2 separate regions of the Macaca mulatta genome follow, and region 1 is linked to region 2. A link is a contact called in public Hi-C data. All regions are on one chromosome and are shown on one strand. Each heading gives the region's core, a stretch centred on a gene start, on an enhancer-like site or on the middle of the called end of the contact. The rest is flanking DNA. Distances are from core to core; before and after follow the strand shown. Region 1 holds the start of HDLBP (high density lipoprotein binding protein). Region 2 holds the start of LOC114671465.

What was found. A called contact is a pair of places that touch in the nucleus more often than the background predicts.
Region 1: a Hi-C map of cortical neurons shows a contact between it and region 2, with 2.1 times the contacts expected there. The contact joins the promoter of HDLBP here to the promoter of LOC114671465 in region 2. A contact is called at or near these places in 2 of 14 Hi-C or Micro-C datasets (CD4 T cells and cortical neurons).

The regions. Positions count from the first base shown.
Region 1 is chr12:146,596,346-146,600,018 of T2T-MMU8v2.0, reverse strand. HDLBP (high density lipoprotein binding protein) reads left to right here and starts at 2,187. Exons shown (of 29, transcript XM_077958132.1): 1 at 2,187-2,289. It overlaps SEPTIN2 (septin 2), which reads right to left and starts at 2,504. Exons shown (of 13, transcript XM_015111559.3): 1 at 2,249-2,504.
Region 2 is chr12:146,547,803-146,552,042 of T2T-MMU8v2.0, reverse strand. LOC114671465 reads right to left here and starts at 1,970. Exons shown (of 4, transcript XM_077956539.1): 1 at 1,916-1,970; 2 at 1,199-1,281. The coding sequence starts at 1,970. It overlaps HDLBP (high density lipoprotein binding protein), which reads left to right. Exons shown (of 29, transcript XM_077958132.1): 3 at 3,008-3,072.

The DNA.
Region 1 (3,673 bases), core at 938-3,437, 48 kb before region 2:
CATATAAAAAACCACTTTTCCCAAAACAAAAGATACAAGATGAAGAACATCCTGCCATGTAGAACTCGAAAGGTCCATGATCTCTTATTCAAAGCATCTGGATTCTTTGGGTTTGGGGAAGGTCCATGTTCAACATAATTACATAACACTCCTAACAGGGACTGGGACAGGGATAAGTGGCATGTATGACCACTAACAGAATAGACTATACAAATGGCCTCACCTCAATTCTGCTGCCAAATGAGTTTCGGTGTTCCCTTTCCTCCACACGCGCGCGCACACACACACACAAAACAAAACAACAGCAACAAAAACCCACAACTTTTTCTTTTACAGCAGTTTCTGTATGCTGGTATTGGGAATAAAAAGGGGCCCTGAGTTACATTTATGAATGATAGAGGGAAACCCGGGCCCCTTTCCCTAGGTCACACTGGTAGTTTAAAAGTCAGTCAGAATGTAAATCTAGTCTAATTAAAACGCTCTTGTTCTTTATTCTGGGCTGTGGCACTGGTGAGAGAGATCAAGGTGGAAGTCGCGGAAAAAAAATCAGGACAACCTTTATAGCTAATGAGATCAATGCCAAAATGAGACATAACAGTACACATCGTGAGTTAGGATGCTGGGTGGTGCCAAGAATCCACTAATGGGAGCTATCAAAAAATCAGTGAAAACAATGAAGCTCAAATCAGAAGTATCAAGAATCGGCTTTCATGACCCCTACACCATCATATTTTTCTTTATGACGGCAAAACTATTTTGAAACACTAAATATATCGCCAAGTACTGCGATTTAAGTCATTCGAAAAGTACTTGAGAATCTACTAGGCGACAGACACCAACCGAGGCAATGGGTATGGGTGACAATATTAACATGTGCCCTGCCCCTCACGGTACCAACAGTCCAGTGGACAAACACCATCTGGAACATGAGGCAAACACCTAAGCTTGTCTGGAGGAAATCTAATTTGGGCGGAATCCCACAAGCAGGGACTAGGTAAGGAGAAGGCAGTTAAGGTGGGAGGTAACCAGATTTAAGAGTTTTTGGGCCATAGCCAGAAGTGTGGAAGTTTGAACTACAAGAAGTTCAGTACAGTTGGGTCATGCGTTTGCGTGGACAGAGGGTCTGGGGGTACCGACAAGAATTAGACCGAAAACGTAAAAAACCAACGAGGTGTTATCTGGGCCCGAAGGCCAGGTCACAGTTGGGACTTCACTGGGATTATGGAGACCACAGGTTTGCTTCTCCTCCCCGGACAAACTCGGCGGCCTCCAACCCCATCCCCTACCCCCTGCTGCCTGTCCGTGCCTCGCTGGTGCAGCCCTTCGTCGCCTCTCCTCGCCGAAGGTACCCGCAGGCAGGGCCTAGTGGCTCTCTCCCCGCTTATCCGCCGCATCCAGTCGATGGGCTTGGAGGTTTGGGAGCTGGCCAGTCCTCCACGCCTCCGGGAGGAAATGGCACCGTTAGAAAGACAAGATGGCCACACAAGCGCTAAGTGTTCCTCGGGTCTAAACCTGTATCCTCCCTCCAAGCACCAAACCTCCCGACCTCGGCGGCACTCGACGCCCCGAGGCCCAGAACCGACGACCGCGCAGTGGAATTCCCTTAGGGTCGCCAGGGGGTCACCGGAATCCCCACTCCCGCGCCCGGCCCTGCCCGTGTCGGAGCCACTGTCACCGGCACTAGGACCGCCCGGGACAGCGAAGCCCACGATAGGGGCCGAAGAGCCCGGGCCCGGCCGCCCCTCCCCCCACCCCGCCCCGCCGGCACCCCAGGGCGGGCCGACCACCCCCGGAGGGTATGGGACGAGCGGGGCGTCCTCCGCACCTCCTCGGGAGGGCCGGCCCGCAACTTGTGCCCCCGCCACGGCGGCGTACACTGGCTAGACACTCACCCGCCAAACAGCCCGAGAATAGGCACCGACCGACCGCACCGCGGACCCGCCCAGAGCCCGCGGCCGGCTCACACCCCGTCCCGCCCAGCGCGCAGGCGGATTGCGTCACCGCGTCACCCCGCCCCTTTGCCAACTCCTTCCTGGCTCAGCGCGGCCCGGCCTTCTTCCCCTCCCCCATGCGGCCGGCTTCCGAGTGCGCAAGCCCAGACTCGTTCGCGTTGTCCGCCTCTGCGCAAGCGCCGTGCTCCTCCCACGGCGGTTGGCCATATAGAGTCTGGGGGTGGGGGGGAGGTCAAGCGTAGCCTCTTCTCCTTTACCAAGATGGCGGCTTGTCCCTGTTTCGCCACAGTTCCTACCTTATGAGCTCGGTTTTCTTATGCTAATAAGAGTGGAACAGGTAATGAGAATCTTCGCCTTGCGGTGGGTAACTGGAGTCGGGGGAAGGCCGTTTGTTAGAAGGAGACAGGTGCCCACTGAGGAGGAGAGAGGCGGTCGGGGGAGGGCAGGTGGTGGCGGGAGTGCGGAGCGATCACGGGGAGGGGGAGCCTTCGCCTCTGCTCCTGTCCTCCAGGAAGATGGCGGCAGCACCGAGCTGGGGCGCCGAGGACGACTGGGCGGGGGACGGCGAGCGGCCACGCGAAACTGGTCTAGCCCATCACCGCCGCCGTCTCGATGATCGCGGGGCCTTTCCGGGATTGGCTGCGCGCACGTCACGTGGGGCCGACGGGCCCTGCGCAGACCATCGAGTCGGGCGTCCCTCCCCGGGGACGTGGCCTTCCTGTGCCCGGGCTGGGGCCCGCCGCCCCGCGGGGGAGGGCGGAGCTGGCGCGGCCCCTAGCTTTCTCCTTCTGGTGTGGGGCCCGAGGTGAGACCTGGGGAGTGCCCCGCAAGCCCACGAGCAGCGACGTGGCTCGGGGACGGGAGGGTGCCGTGCCTGGCTGCGGCCTGAGCGGGATGGGCGCGGGCGGCTCCGGCCCGCGGGTTGTGCCCCGGCCCGGGGTGTCCTTCCCTCCCTCCCGCGTGGCCTGGAGGCACTGCCACTGTCCGAGACTCACGTCAAGGCTCGGCGCAAATACCCCTCGTTCAGGAAGCCTTCCTAGGTTTCCCCCGCTTAGAGGAAGCACTTCCTGAGTTCCTAATGGCTGCCCCGCATGGTGTTGGGAACCTGAGCCTTTCTGACACCGTGGCATGTTGCTAGGGTATTTTTGTGCGTAGCTCCTTTGAAAAGGGATTAGGTGCTCAGGGCTAGCTGCTACATATCCTCTCCATTCGACTTAGAAAATGAGAGGGTCAGACTTGACATGGTGTTTGGACGCCATGTAAAATCGAAAGAAGTCGACTTGGACTTTGCTTATTAAACAGTGCTTGTGGTCAAATGAAACGTCTGAAGGAAGGTGGATGAGTCGTAATCTTCAGGAACATGACGATTTGCCCCTCAGTTTTGCGTTTTATGTTCTCAGATTCATAGCTACCCTATACCCTAAGCCCTCAAGCAGTGACTTCACATTTATTTGGTGTCTGCTTAAGGATAATCAGTCACTTTCTTAGCAGGTAACTTCCTTAAAACCCTATTAAGATAGGTTAAGTCACAATTAGGATTTTGTCTAAGGCTCCTAGTAGCGGCACATTGCATAATAAGCTTAATGTTCATTTAGGGAAGCAAATCTGGGATGCTGAAACACTGGATGAAACGTAGTGCTTAGGTTTACATTTTGATTTTTGGACAGCTAAAAGTATCCCTAGGCTAAATTCATTAAGTACACATGATATTAGGATACTTG
Region 2 (4,240 bases), core at 721-3,220:
TCAACTAAATTACTTCCTCGTTTAAAAGCAAAAAAGTAGAACCCTTCATGTGAAGCCTTTTCTGTTGCTGTCAGAAACCTGTTAAACTTGTGCTAAACTTGTAAGCACCAGGTTTCCCACGTAACACACAGCTCTGTCATGACTCCACGTTTTGCTCTACACGTATTAGGGCGGAAAGGGGTCTTGCTTCCTGCCCTTCTTCATTTAGTTCTAGTTCTGTTTGCTGAAAGTTAAATTCTGAGATGTGACCTTTTTTGCTGTGAACCTTTACACTCTGGGAAACAAAATTAAGTCCAGGTTCAGGATAGTTTGAAGTTTGCATTTGGTGGACCTGGACAGTGATTGATCCGAGCTTCCTATGGGAAAAGTAGTGGAGAGAGGCAGAATCACAAAGGGACTGGGGCCATGTGGGAGGGACTGAAGGAGACAGGAGACAGGGCTCACCTACCAGAAGGAGCCTTGGAGGAGAGTGGACTTGTTCTCCATGGCCAGAAAGGGGAAAGAAGTTGTAGATTTTGTCATAACGAGGTGGAACGTTTACAGCCATGCAGGGGTGATCCGGGCCCTGAGAAGTCCACGAATTTCCTTTCTCTGGTGGTATTAAGAAATTGGATTAGAGTAATACCTGAGGTTCCTTTCAATCCTGATTTGAGCAGTATTGTTAGATCCAATGAGAATCTGAGAAACCAGATATTTAGCCTCTGTTCTTTGGTAACTAGGCCTTCAGATAGCAAGTGGAGTTGCTGGGTGGAGAGCACACTCAGCCTGCGGCTGTCTTGGGGTTGCTGGAAGATCCACATGGCACAGGATTAAACGCTCATGGGTGTTGTCTGTGAAGGCAGAGCCGCTAGCAGGACATAGCAGTGCGGGGTGGACATGGAGCTGTAGGGGCAGCTTCTTAGGTGCTGCTTTGTTGAACCCGAGGCAGGTGGACCCTTGGGCTGCATCTCACTGCATTGGGAGCACAGAAGGAGAATGAGACAGACTTTTAAGAAAATCTCACCCAGAATTTCAGGTGGGGACAGGGTCTGCATTTACATGTGAGTCATCAAATGCTTGCTTAGAACGCATTTTTCAAAAACAAGTTTTTGAGTTGTTTAGATGATACCAGAACCCTAAATGTTAAATGTGTCTCTAGTTGTGAACCATTCGTTAGGAGCTCTGACAAACTGCCATTTGGAATCTGGAGGCTAGGTACCCGGTATCGCCCGTCAAACCAGTCTGGAGTTTTCTGGAGGTCTGCCTTCTGCCTTACCTGGCTGCCTGAGAGTCTCTGCTCGCCTGAGGAACATGAGAGGCTTTGCTCCAGGGTCTCCCTCAGACACAGGAGTAGGTTCCCTTATGTTGAGACTCCTTTCAGTATAGGGTCTGGCTGGACTTGGCTTCTGAAGGGTGTGTGAGTGGTCTCAGAAGAGACTGACACTAGGTACACAGTGGGGATTGGCTCATCACAGCTCTGTGCTGGAGAGTCGGTGTGAGCTGACATGGACGGAACTGCATTTTGCAGACTTGTAATGTGGCTGTCACTGGGCACTGGAGACTTGCCCAGAACCTGGCTTGATAAGGGGGTGGGTGTCTGGATTTAAGAAGTGACATTGGAGCCCGGGACAACCTTGAGTGAGAGACCATGCCAGGTGGATAGTCAGCAAGCAAGAGTGGGAGGGCGGAGGGTGGATGCAGGAGACCAGAGGCAAGTGTCATTGGATACCTGTTGGGGCACCTTAGCCTAGAGTGCCCTGCCCCATTTTGCTCCCAGACTGGCCAGACACTTGGAATCTCAAGGAGCGCTTGCCAAGTTGTGAATGTGCTACTGTGACACTTTGGAGACATTTTCTTACTTTAATCTTTAAAACTTGCAAACTAGAATTTTTTGGTGATGCTTTTAAATGGAATACTCTTGATCAGTTTGTCCTACCTTTCCCCTTCAGTCTTGGGGTACATCTGTGTGTCTGGTGCATCTGGGGCCCCATAGTGTCTCTGGTTTGTGACAGGTTCCCTGTGTGACTCAAGCCCTGTATTTAGAGTTTTTAAAAAACTCATGACCAAGATTAGAATCCGGAAATACCACCAGTCCACATCCTCTGCTGGAAGGGCGAGACCCTTTTAATCCAGTCTACTGGATGCACCCCCGTTGCCATGAACTGCCTTCTCCACTCTGGACCCATGTGTCTCATGGGCAGGATTGTTTTCAGGGTGTTAGTAGTATTCACCAGTTGAGTGGGGCGTTCCTGTTACTGTCATTGCTTTTCCCATTTTAGACACATGCCTCACTCCTGTCAGCAGTTCCACCTTTTCGTGGTTGAGGAGCACATGTGGTCGCCAGCCTCCCCTCTCCAGAGTCCCCTAAGGCGAGGTGACTCACCCTCCTACTTCACAGAGTTCTTGGTCCTCCCCAGACAGCCTTTGAAGGTTCCTTTCAATCCTGCGATTTTATGACCTGGTTTCTAAATCCCCAGTGGATTAGAAAGGACTGAAGGACTTTTACAGGATAACAGCAAGAAGAACAAAGTAACTGCAAAATATACAGAGAATTCTTGAAGACAGTAGCTCTTGGTCACCATAAGCGCTGCAGAGCCCCTGAGGTCCGCATTGTGTTGTAGGTCAGAGCCCAGCACAACAACCCTTCTGGTTCAGCCGTCTAGGGGTTGTGTTGGGTACAGGAAAGGTGATGCAACCATGCAGGAGAACACCAATGGTTTTGTGAGGATTTTACTTCCAAATGGTTAAGTTTAGAAGTTTGGCACTTAGAGGATCACTCCCTCAGGTCCCTGGAATAGTTGTCCTCTGCAAGGTGGAGCTGGTTCAGGTTTTATTGTAATATGTTTTGTTTCAAGCTAATGGTTTTTTTTCTTCTGAGAAACTTGCCTGAATATTGGTGTAACCAAAACATAAGTAATATCTTGACCTTTTCTGATTGGGAGGTAAAAAGATCTGGGTTGTAAAATGTAGATAAGTAACTTTTCTCTGGTTTCCTCTCTCTTCTCTCCCACTTCCTATCCCATACCAGCAAAAGCTGGCAGGCTGACGGAGGCGGCCTCAGGACGGACTTTCTGGCTACCGACCGTTTTGCTGGTAAGTGTGACCCTGTCTGAAGACTTCCTGCCCCTGGGCTGTGTGTGGGACCTGGGAGCACAGGGTTGCGTATTTTCTTAGTCCTGTGTGTACCTTCTTTCTTTATATTGCACCTTCAAGTTTCTCATGGTTCGTCAGAGATGTCTCCATAGCTTCACCTCCCAGCAGGAACCATCTATAGACATGTGCCCCTTAGATGTGTCATCTGGCTTCCATCTGTTTTTAATCTTTTATTTCTTAAATGTGAATTATGTTTATTCAGTATTATCTGAATTGGGGTCTTGCTTCTCTTTAGGATTGCAGGCCTTTTCTTGAACTTGGGGAGAGGTCTTAATTATGTTATAAAAATTATGCAAAATTCGCTCCTTATTACTTGGCCTTGTTGTGCCAGTAAGTGATGCATAGTTGTGTAAAGAAAATGGGTTCTTACTCACTGTAGTAGTTGGGAGCTCACCTGACATTGGGGAGAGGGACGGAGAGGAAGCTAACACTCCTACCTCAGAATGCTGAATGTACCCCAGTTTTCAAATAAGGGAGCTGTGGCTTTCAGAGCCCATATCCTGCTGAGCAATGTGGCTGTGTTAATCTGAGAAACTGTGTGCCCTTGGGCCAGGTTCCCTCTGCTGCGTGAGTGCTGTGCGAGTGCTGCCCCACACCTGGGAAACAGAATGGAGGAGAATAACCAGTCAGTGTGGATCAAGGGCATTTAGCCCAGTTTGTGGGTCTGTTACTGTTGCTACAAAGCACTGAGGCTGCTTTTTCCTGTCATGCAGCTACCACTGACGACCACCTGGTTAAGTCGAGATTTGGGGGTGGTTTAGTTTGGGGCCTGGATGCACCTCACAGAGAGAGACTGGCTGACTTCTTGTAGCAACTGTCATGATGCGTTTTGTAAGCATGAAGAGGTGCAGCGAGCAAACCAACAGAGTAACCAGGGTCGCTGTTAGGAGAGTGATCCTGCCGTTGACCTGTGCCTGGAGCCTGGGCCAGGCAGGTGGCAGGTTCCATGGTCCCCCCACCCCTGCGGTTAGGGGTGGTGCAGACTGTGTCTCTGTGGCTCCTGGGGTGGAGAAATGGGTGCAGACTGCCCTTAAGTGGAGAATGAGCTCCTCCATTACAGGCAACTTTTGAGGGAACAGTTAACCAGCTATATTTCTTCAACTTTCTT